Regions from separate parts of the Gossypium hirsutum genome. Here region 1 is linked to region 2. A link is a contact called in public Hi-C data. All regions are on one chromosome and are shown on one strand. The core of a region is the stretch at or near the end of the contact, and the rest is flanking DNA. Distances in the headings are between cores, read along the strand shown.

What was found. Hi-C and Micro-C count contacts between places; a contact is called where the count stands out from the background.
Region 1: a Hi-C map of seedling shows a contact between it and region 2, with 2.2 times the contacts expected there. The contact joins the enhancer-like site here to the promoter of LOC107908673 in region 2. A contact is called at or near these places in 7 of 34 Hi-C or Micro-C datasets (fibers, hypocotyl, leaf and 1 more).

Annotation. Positions count from the first base shown.
Region 1 is chrD08:5,464,300-5,470,047 of Gossypium_hirsutum_v2.1, forward strand. It overlaps the pseudogene LOC107953200. Among protein-coding and RNA genes, the nearest start is that of LOC107953202, 13 kb to the left of the region's middle. Within about 2 kb of position 4,047, at least 4 of the 9 cell types and tissues checked have an H3K27ac peak or open chromatin away from gene starts, as enhancers often do. A contact at or near this core is called in fibers, where this site is marked.
Region 2 is chrD08:5,288,495-5,294,900 of Gossypium_hirsutum_v2.1, forward strand. LOC107908673 reads left to right here and starts at 2,933. Exons shown (of 4, transcript XM_016835916.2): 1 at 2,933-3,133; 2 at 3,332-3,399; 3 at 4,693-5,517; 4 at 5,777-6,406. The coding sequence starts at 4,693.

The DNA of each region.
Region 1 (5,748 bases), core at 2,797-5,296, 180 kb after region 2:
ACGTGGTTATTACCAGTGAAGAGGATATAGATAGTGGTTGGTTAGAGCGTTATCGCAAAAATAGCTGCAAAATTTCTGTATGCTACGCAACCTCTGGTTTCTTGTTCCTCTCCTCGTCCTTTATATCCAAATTATTTAAATCCAAGACTTGATTTGCTAATACTGCTCCTCGCAAACTCTGTCTTTTAGTGACGGGTTCTCATGCCTGATTAATAAATAACATTTGACACTACCTTATAGTTTGCTGATCTGAGCTTAAAAATCTGACCCCAATCTTTGTCGAAAACATGATTTTCATGCAAAACATTGTGACCACCATCTTTTCCATCCTCATCACCGGTCGTCCAAAGATAGCATTGTACGCCATTAAATGGTCTATCACATAGAATTTAACATACTCCATAGTTGTGTGCTAGCCATCTCTTAACATTGGTAAGGTGATTGAGCCTTTGACCTTAACTGGGTGGTTCACAAAGTTATATAACGGATTAACCTTAGACAACACATATTTTTTCAATCTCATCTTTTGGTATGCATCCTAAGACAACACCCCAAATGCATTTCTACTGTTTATGAATATCCTTTTGACCTCAAAACCTGCAATTATTGTCGAAACAACCATTGGATCATTACCCTCTTCGTTATAAACTAATTCTCCATTGTCACTATTAAATCCCACACTCTATTTTTCCTACTGGAGTGATCTCTTGGAGCGCTATTTGACATCACGCTTCTCATATGTACCCTCTTTTTTACGTTGAAACCTACCTAGTCTTTATCCGTGCCTACAATCACGTGGATGGTATGCTTAACTTTCTGTTAACCCTTAGGGTTGCTACGCGAACCTTGACCCTATTAGAGACTGCTTTGGTTCACAAATTTTGAGAGTTCATCATTTCGTACTACCTCATCTATGGCACCCTTCAACGTGAAACAATAATTAATTTTGTGCCCAATGTCATCGTGGAAGGCACATCTATCCCTAGAATTCAATCTTCTTGCAATGCTCCTCATCGAGGGTGGCTTGGGTAGGATACCAAGGCTCTTGACTTGGCTAAGAATGAAAGTGCAGGTGGCATTCAACAGGGTGTAAGCTTCAAGTCCGCTATCAAGAAAGTACCTCCTGGTGTACTCTAGTTAAGAACCTTGGGGGGCCTTGAGAGGGTTACCATGAGCTTAATTTTTGTACAACTTATCATTTCTCACTTGTAATAATTGGTCAGGAGGGCCCTATCTACTTCAAGATCCTTCTATTTTCCTTGATTGTCTGTTCTCCATTTGAAAGGTTTCACGGTATGCCCTCTTGATTTCTTTCTCCTTCACGAACTTGTAGGTTCACTCGTATAAGTTAGCCAAACTTTGCGGTCTGTTATAGGTAAATGAGTATTGTACATGATTAATTAGCGTCGTTGAAAAGGCCTTGCACTTCGCTACATTTGATGTCTCTATCACATTCATATAGTCATTGTATTGCACCAAATGGGATTGCGGATCCCTTCTTTCTTTGAACATATCTATTGGGACTTTGAAGTCACGTGATAAGTTTACTATTACGATCTCAAGGACCAATAGATTGTTTGAGTAGAACCAATCGATGTTCTGATATTTAGGGTGTAGCACCCTTACACCCCTTTGTAACTCTTCTATCTCATTTTGCCATTCTTTCACCTGTATGCCTAGGACTTCATTCTGCATGTTTACGTTGTCTTGGAAGCCAAAGTTATCAGAATGCATTTTTATTTTTAACTCATCGTTTTGCTTCAGCAGCTCATGTTGGAAAGCCTGTTGTTGCTCGAACCGCACCTCCTGAGCGACCATCTATTCCCTTTTGAATCTTATTTGCTCCTGAAGGGTAGAGAGCTACTACAGTGGTGCCTCTTGGTTAGGAAGGAGCGTCAACCCCTGGCCAACGGAAGTGTTCAGGTCTAGAGGGCCAAAAACTCTTGGATGAGCTGTATTGTCGAGGTTCTTCGTTCTGTCAGTAAACCACCCCAACAACAAATTTGCTTTATAATGATTATTGCCAGAGACTGTGGCTCCGACCTATTCTATCGAATGGATGAAGGGAAAACTCCAAATTTGGGTGAGCCATTTCGATTCTGAAAACTTGACATAAATAAAATCAGACTTGTTGAAATTTAACAATTAAAAGACTGTCCACACTCATCGCACCAATTTTTGATAATATTTTTCTTATGTTTTATTGATGGGAGCCTTTAGGTATTTATACATGCTATTACAACTCATGATATGACTCTATTGTTTTGTCTTGACTCCACTACTCCTAGTACTGGCATTCTCTGTCCCTAGTACTGGAATTCTTTACGGACTCCGAGCCTACTAGACACGTGTCTAGTTGCCTACTAAGCACACGGTCCTTTCTGTTTCTAGGACTAACACCCTAAGTAGGCTCTGAGCTTACTGGACATATGTCTAGGTTGCCTACAGAGCGCACGTTCCTTTTTGCGAACCCCTAACTCATATGCGAACTAAGACCGTGGCCTTTCCTTAGTTCTTACGAGCTGGGGTCGCGAACCCCCTTATGAGCTAGGTTCGTGACCTCGCCTTGCTATCCTCTCGTAGTTCGCTTCGCACTCAATCGTCTGGTAGGGCCTATCCGAATTACAGGTAAGTAACTCGGATCCTATTAAAGACTTGGGTTAGTGTTCACTGGTATATAACAATAGTAATAATTAAACTAAAAATGTTTTAAGATAATTGCTTCACTTATAAAATTCAACACATATAGCTTTTATTATAGTGTAGTATAGAATATAATAAATCTGTTATGCTTACCAAAATTAAAAAAAAATTTATGGTTGTCACGCTCATAATATAGGTGAAATTTTATATAAATATATATTTATAAAAATATGATATAAATAACAAATAATGATTTTATTGAAAGATAAAATAAAAATATTAAAAATTGGCAGATATTTGGGTTTAAATTTTATGGGTTTATATTCTTTTCAATTTTTCCTTATAAAAGATATAGGAAATGTTTGATAAATAAGGTTTTGGATTTCTTTTAACTGATTTGGGTACAAATAGAGGATTAGGTAGTTAAACCCTCTAATTGTAGTGTTTGGTGAATAGAGGTTTATAAGAGCTTGTTGAGCTAAAACCTCCATAACAAAAAATGCAGGGATGGGCAACGTTTTTCACAGCTGATTGGGAATGAGATATGTGAAATGACATATTTGACTGGCCATGCTTGCTATAAAATACTCTCTTTGCCGCATACTCTCAAACCTAATAGAGGTGCCAAGATATCAGTAGTCACCATTATCCAATTTTCACTTTTACCCCCAAAATTTAAACTAAAACTTCTTATATAAAACATTTAGTTTATAATTTTTTTAATAAATTTGATATAATTATTTATAATTAAATCTAATTAAATAAAAAGACATAGCCCCCAAATAGAGGTGCTCATGGGCCGGGCGGCCACGCCCGAAATATGGGAGGCTTCGGGTAAAAATATAGGTCCGAAATATGGGTTTGGGCAAAAAAATGAGGCCCGTTTAGAAAATGGGCCGAGCCTCGGGCACCACTTTTTTGGCCCGGGCCTGGCCCGAATATATAATAAATATATATATATTTTTTAATTTTAAAATATTTTTTTTATTTTTTATTTTTAAAATAAATTTTTGGTGTTTATTAAAAAAATGGGCCGGGAAGGGCTCGGGGCTTAGGAATTTTTTCTCGGGCTGAGCCTGGACAAAATTTCAGGTCCATATTTCGGGCTAGGCCGAAATTTTTCTGGGCCCGGCCCGGCCCATGAGCACCTCTACCCCCAAAGCTTGATTTTATTTTTAGTATAATAATAATTCTGTGGTTAGCATAATTAGAGAAAAAAAATCAATGCAGTGGGGCCCAACTTTTGGAGTAAGAGAGGACTTCAAGGTGTATAAAGTCCAAGGCTTTGTTTGATCGAAATGCAGGCAGGTCTCAAGTGAGTGGTTTGTTGATTTAGAGAAGATGGAGGCTAAATCGTTGTGGGTATTACTCACTACACTTCTGTTCATCATACAAGGGTGGCGACAGACTGAGGGGTGCTTGGAGCAGGAGAGAATTGCTCTCTTCCAACTCAAATATTTCTTCAATGACAGTAACTGGGTAGATGTGAAAGGTTCGAATTGTTGTGAATGGGAAGGAGTTGAGTGCAACGTCACTACTGAACGAGTAATAGGTCTCGATCTTGGTTTCAAACGTCAATGGGATAACCGTGAATGGATATCAGATCCATATGGGTATCTCAATGTCTCTTTATTTCTTCCATTTGAGGAATTGAAGAGCCTTGATTTGAGTGGAAATGAAATTGCAGATCTTGTAGATAACCAAGGTTGGTTGCTTTTCATCTCTTCGATGACCGATTAATCCTTGAATTAATTTATTCCTTTAATTTTTTCTAAATTAAGACACTCATGATCAATAACTTTTTCTTGCATGCAGTATCTGTTTCATCTGCTTTCAACAAGTTAGAAACTCTTGTATTAACTCAGAATTACTTCAATGATAGTATCTTATCAAGTAAGCTTCCATCTCTCAAATTCTATCAATTGTAAGTTTATGCAAAAAAAAAAATGAAAGAGTATAAGGTTTGATCATACCAACTTACAATTGATTGCTAAATTCTCTATTAATTTATTTCATAATACGGTTATTAAACTTTTTAACTAATTTTAATTGACAGACAATAGGTTGAAATAAACAAATTATTTCCCATATGTTAATTAAAAGTTTGCATATATTTAAACAAGTTAAAGCGTACATGTACTTAATGAGAGAATGTATTGTATGAAATTGTGATTTTGTGTTATTCTTATCTCTTTTAAATAGGAGAATGATAAATCAGAATTTTTCTTCTGATTAAAAATGCTTGTATAAAAAATCCTTGAATATTAGATACAAGTGAGTGCCACTTTTATATTAAAAGATTAAAATTAATTTTTTTCATGTGAATAAGCCTTGAAATGTGTTGATATTTGATATATTTCATTGTTCTTGGATAGAATTGAAGAGTTTGACAAACTTGAAGACGTTAGAGTTAAACGACAATAGCATCAAAAGCCTCCGACAGTTTCAAGGTATATCTAAATTTGATGTTCTATGTACAATCAACTATGTCTTCAAGGCGTTTACCTATAAAAGTATATTTATGAATAAATCAAAGATGAAATCGAGATACAAATAATTATTCTTGGATATTATACAAACAAATCCTCCTTAAAATTATTCGACTTAAATCTTTTATAGGTGAGAAAGCGCAACCGATGATAAATTTGGAAGTGCTTAATTTGGATTATAATTCCTTGAACAACAATGATTTGGCAGATCTCAAGGGGTTATCAAGTTTAAGGTCCTTGAGTATTGGGGGAAACCAATTGGAAGGGTCAGTAGGTATTACAGGTATGTAAAATTTCATAAAATAAAAATAATAAGCTAAATTTGGAGTTCATTTTTCGGGTAGTAAAATAAAGGCATAATGATTTTTTGGTCCTTCAATTTTATAAAAATATTATTTTAGCATTTAATTTAATTTTTCACCTCTTTTAATATTTAAACTTGCTTTTTTATCAAATCACCCTAAAATGAATGAAAAATTTAACGCTTGTTAACTTTGTTAATGTGGCATATATGTTGATTTCCACGTAGATGACATATAAACATTTAATTAACTTTTTAAAATAAATATTTTTTTCTCTTTAATATATAAAGTAAAATATATGTACCACGATAATA
Region 2 (6,406 bases), core at 1,683-4,182:
TCCAAAATCCAAAATTACATCTCACTTATAATGTTCTAGTGTTCCAAGCTCTATTCTTTGTATTGTTTTGGCAGTTTATCATTGTATAGTTACAAACTATCTATAGTAATGCTTAAAAAATAAGAAAAGTAATGTATTTCTTGTATTGCCTAATTACTTATTAGCATACTAAGTAACTTTGAAAGGTGTCATTATATAGCCTAAGAAAGAGGCAGATAATATTCTAATAATGGGAAAAAAGTAGCTACCTATTAGCCAAATCTGAATTATCATTAGAGGCGCTCATAGGACAGGTCAGGCCTAATCAAAATTTTAATTCCATTTGTTAGGCCCGGGTCCAGCTTGAAAAATGGGCCTAAGATTTTTTTTCCAAATTTGGCCCAAGTAAAAATGTTAAAATTTGGGCTCAATCTGTATTAAGTTTTTATATAATTTTTTATATAAAATTTTAAAAATATATAATACATCAAAAATACTAAAAACATTAAAATATATATTTCTCAACAAATTGAAACTAAATTTTAAAGATAAGTACAACTTAACAAGTAAATACCTATAAAATAGTAACAAAATTAACAATAAAATAAGAGTTATACAATAACAACAAAATAGTAGCAACATTATAGCAAAATGGTAGCAAAATAGTAAAAAAAAAGCAAAAAAAATCAATTTTTTTTTGCATATTCGGGTCGAGTCAAGCTCGGGCCAAAAAAGCTTTGCCCAAGGCCTGACCCATTTTCTAAACGGGTTATTTTTTTGCCCAAGCCTATTTTTCGGGCTTATATTTTTACCCAAACCCTCCTACTTTTCAAGCGGGCGGTCCGACCCATCCCATGAGCAGTTCTAATTATAATTGGTGTATGATAGTTTTTTTTCCTAATTATAATAGTTTCAATAAAATCAATTAAGTATTGAATTAGATAATTAATTAATTCTGATCAACTAATTTATTAATTAAAATAAATCTAAAAAAACTTATATATGTTTTTTAGAGTAGAATTCAAATATAAAATTTTGGGAATTCTCAAAACTTCAATCTTATCCTTGAGCTAAAGGAATGCATGGTTAATGATTTCACACCTAAACCCTCTAAATAGTTTGCCCCTTTATTATAAATATATATAATATATGGGCTTGATGAAGTTCAACAAATAATGAATTACACAATATTTAAAATGGGGTTTGGGCTTAATTCCTTCTATTCATTGATAACAATATTTAAAAAAGTATTTATATTTATATATTCTTATAATTAAATTTTTGTTATAAATAAATATTTTGGGTACAATATGGGTCTCTACAAGGAGCTCCATATATATATTTCATAGTATCAAGACAAAATTAGATTTTTAGGGTTTTTCTTCTCTTTTACTTCTCGGTCATCAAAGGCATCTCTTGACTTATTTTTTCACCCTGAGAACCCTACATATTTTCTCCTCCACATCTCCATTTACGATTCCAACTTATAAAGATGAACCGTTCAAATAAATATGATTTTATTATCAAAATAACATTTTAAACTAATTCATATCGAAAATAATTTTATTCAAACCTTGTTCTAAAAAGATTAAACAAATAGTCCGACCCGCGAATAAATCTTAAGATGTAAGAATTAGGGCTTAGAGTGAGCACTTAATTATAATGGGTAATGGTTAATGGCTTAACACCCAAGCCTTGGATAGCTTGGGCCATTGTTACAATTTTAGGCTCAACTCCTCTAACTAACATATGGGTTTTATGGACTTCAATAAGAGACATTTGAAGAGCCCCTTCCTCTTCATGTTGGTTATAATCAGTTTCATTTTTTTTTATTCTTTTTTCTTTTGGGTGTCAATATTTAGCCTTAATTTTTTAAGTTGTAATTACAATCATAATTATAATCAGTCTAAATTAAAATAAATATAAATAGGATTCACGTAACAAGACTTAAATTAAAATAAAGATAAATAGGATTCACGTAACAAGACTTAAATTAAAATAAAGATATATATTGAGAATTCACACACGGTGATATTTGAATTTGAGTGCTAAAATTTCAACTTTAATTAAGAATTTATGTGAATAAAAATGTTCTAGAAAGGAAAAGAAAAAGTTAGATATGATTGTTCGTAGGTTTTAAGTATATATAAATCTTAAAATTATGCATCAATTTTAATTTAACGTAAAATATGATACTTTGATTTGGTGCAATTGTATACCTAATATTTTTTACTAAATTTTTCACAATCAATAAAGTGAGAAATAATTATATCTAATCCAAAGGTAAATAATTGTATTAATTTAAATTTTAAATGACTAATATTTAATTAAAATAATTTTTTTAAAAGAATTGAATCTGATCTCGATTGGTACCATTTTACTCGAAGGAAGGCACGTTAAATTAAATTTTTATCACATATTATTGAATGAAAATCAAAATTTTAAATATATAATTAAATTAAATCAAAATTATGTGTCTAATTAAACATTAGATTGTTGACCTGAATTACTATCTTAATAATAAAAATAAATTTAATTATAAAATATATATTATTATTAATATTTTGTTATTGATGAAATAATCAAATAAAATAAATCAATTTTTTAAAAAATTCAGAAAAATTCTTAGCTACCGAGGGATTCAATCTATTAGCATTTAACATTTGTACCAAAAACAATCTCCTAAAATTATTAAAGGGTTAATATAACTTTCAGTCCTTAAACTTATCAATTAGATTCATTTTGATTTTTGTATTTTCTTTTGGTGCACTTTAAACCTGAATTTGACAACTAGACCCCATATTGGTCAAAAATATAAAAGGCTGACGACATCAAAATTTGATGAAATCCGGAACTAAAATAGATCTAATTGAAAAGTTTAAGGACTAAAATGAAAAATAACCCATTACTAAAATACGAGGGTCGAAAGCCAACGTAAAATGGAACATAGATTAACAATGTTCATTTTCGGTCAATCGAAACCCGCCTTTGGTCTCTCAACTCTCTTAAATCAAACCCAACAAAACACAAGCTTTAATCTCCTTTTTTCCCCCTTTTTTAACAGCAAAATTAAAGAGAAAATTTCCTTCCTTTTTTTTCCTTCAACAATTCAGCTTTCTCGTATTCATGAAAACCAAGTTCTCTCTTGTACAAGGTAACTAAAATCTTCTCTTAATCTTCACCCATTTCCATGTCTTTTTCTAGTGGTTTTTAGCTTTGCTTTTTATTTACGGTAACTGGAAAACAGTGAAGTGAGAAAAAAAAGTAATGTTTTTTTTTGGTAAATTAGGAAAAAAAAAAAGGTTGACAATCGAGGTTTATAGATGTTAACAATAAAAACCCATTTTTCCAGGTTGATTTTGGGACGTGGGTTTTAACGTTCAAGTTCATCCATAAAGGTTTCAAGTTCATCCATAAAAGGTTAGCCATATGTTTTCTCTTTAACCAAAATAAAAATAAAAAACGCTCTATTGCTTGCTTATTTACTTTAATGTGCTATTTGCCTTTCTTTTTTTCTTTTTTTTTGGGGGGGGGGTTGATTATATGTTTGGTCAAATTGAGTTACATGTTAATTTTCACTGTACAATGGTGGTTGATTCCATTTTACTGTAGAAATTGTTTGACATGTTTATGTATTGACAAACTATGTTTCATTGTCGTAGTTTAGATTCTGGTTTTATGTGTTTTTTTCACTGTTCAATTGGCACGTTAACATGTGCCTTATCATCATGTCGTTAACCACAAGGTTTTTTTTAGGTTCTTGTTGTTGGTATTTATCTGTCTTAATTATAGTAAATGAAAAAAATATGCTGGAATTTGATTTTCTTATGATAGATTTAACCATTGTATAGCTTTTGATATATTTGCATTGGTGATGACCTTAGTTTGCACATGTGCGCGCGCTTGTGCGTGTTTGTTTCCTTTTGATGAGTGCTTATCTTTGTCGATTGAATTCATGAAGTTTTTGGACCAGTTTCGTGTTAGGCTGGACAACAAAATCATCTTAGACCCTTTCGGGAAATGCATATCGAGTCAAACATATTACCTTCTGTGTTTAGGCACTCTTTTTGCGAGACTGGCTAAAAAACCTGCCTGGTTGAAACTTTTTTTTTATTACTTCTACGTTTAGTTGAAAAATGGGACTATATCGAACTCCATTTCTCAATTTTTTAGTATCCAGTAACCAACACGGGACCCTAAGGATGCCATGCTCAACAATCACAAGCACATTAGGCTATATAATGGTTCTAGTGCCTGGTGTGCAGTTGAATTCTTGGGGGTCACAGATAGATCTCGAGTTTAAGAAAAATGGTAGAATTTTCCGCGCATTGAATGCTGGTAATTACGAATTTTCATGTGCAAAAGGATTCCTCCGTTTTCTTCTGTTCATTCTTTATCTTGAATTGCAGTGGATACTTTTGAGAAATTGTGCTTAAGCCTTTAAGTTCGAGGAAATTGTATTTAGCAGTTGCATGTAGGACTAGCAGTAGAAACTGATGCTTTCTATAATTCTATTTCGAAATATTGAACTGTTCTCATACACAATGATAGTATTTCTTTTTATTCCATTTATATAAGGGTGGTGTACCTATGTTTTATATTTAGGACCATCTTGAAGCATATTACGGCTAAGAAGCCGGTTTTATGCAGTCTTAACTCCATTTTAGTTTTTTTTCTTTCCAGTTTCATTGTTTTTGCTTGCTTATTGTGCAGATGGATACTACTGTTTCGGATAACGACATAGTGGGCATTAAAGATGAATCTGCTGAACAATTACATGCTTCATGTTCATTTTTGGATGAAATATTCGGAGATCCACAGGTGATTCCTCGTGTTGGAGATCAATACCAAGCAGAAATTCCACCTCTAGTTGGAGAATGTCGCAGTTTACAGGTTGTAAAGGAACCAATTGACACAAAAGTCGTTACGAGTGTGCCAAACCCTTTCCCAATGGGGTTGCCTATCCCTCTTATCTGGACAAAGACTAAAGTTGAAAGCATAAATGGTGCGGTTGACTTTGAAAACAGTGGAGAGAGCCACATTACATTAAGCCATTGGTGTGCAGAATATAAAGTCGAAAGTTTAGGTTCCGTGTCGGGTAATGGGAACGACACGAGAGAGTATTTAAAGCATAAACCTACAACCAAAACTAAGATGGTTGTTGATTTACTCTCTCCAATGGAGCCAAAATCTAAGCCAAATCAGGTGGATGGTGATCTCTATCCGCTTCCAGGCTCTTCTAGTGAAGTGTGGAAGGATATCGAACTCAACAGTTTTCTTCTCGGGTTATACATCTTCGGGAAAAATCTTATCCTTGTGAAAAACTTTGTTGAGAGTAAAGGGATGGGAGAGATATTGTCTTTCTATTATGGAAAATTCTACAAGTCGGATGGATATTGTAGATGGTCAGACTGCCGAAAATTAAGAGGCAGGCGGTGTGTTCATGGACAAAAGCTGTTCACTGGATGGAGGCAACAGGAATTATTGTCACGATTGTCTTCTCACGTTTCAGAAGAATGTCGAGATATGTTGCTTGAGGTGCATTTCTGACTTTTTTTACACAATCATTTGATCTTTCTAAATAATTAGACATTTATTTATGTTGTTATTCTTGTCTAACTTTCAAGAACCTCTATCGGTTTTCGTTTGAGCTCCCGGTTTTTGTTATCGAGTCTACTTATAGTTGAAACTCTCAGTTCATTGCGGAACTATTGCACCTAATTTTGCAGTTATATTTGGTCTATATTTGTGAGAGAAATGTTTGCGCATGATGTTTTATGAACTATGATTATTGTAGGTTTCTAAGACATTTGGCGAGGGAAAAGTATCCTTCAAAGAATACGTATTCACTATAAAGAACACAGTTGGTATTACTATGCTCGTAGAAGCTGTAGGTATTGGTAAAGGAAAGCAAGATCTCACTGGCAATGCAATGGAACCCATAAAACCCAATCACGTAGTTTCTTTTCGTCCTGAAATACCAGTTGGCAAAGCATGTTCTACTCTTACATCTGTGGACATTATCAACTTTCTAACCGGAGATTTTAGGTTGAGCAAAGCTAGATGTAGCGATCTTTTCTGGGAAGCTGTTTGGCCTCGCCTTTTAGCTCGAGGTTGGCATTCTGAACAGCCTAAGGATCAGGTTTTTTCTGGTTCAAAGAATTCTCTGGTGTTTCTTATGCCTGGTGTTAAGAAGTTTTCAAGGAGACTAGTGAAAGGCAACCACTATTTTGATTCCATCAGTGATGTTCTTAATAAAGTTGCATCAGAACCAGGGCTTCTTGAGCTTGAAATTGAGCTGCCTAAAGACGGCAGAGAGGAAAACGAAAATAAGTGGGAGCCTGCAATAAAACAAGATCCTGGTTTTATATCGAACAAACATGGTCGTTACCTCAAACCACGAAATCCTGGTTGCAATCGAGATCTA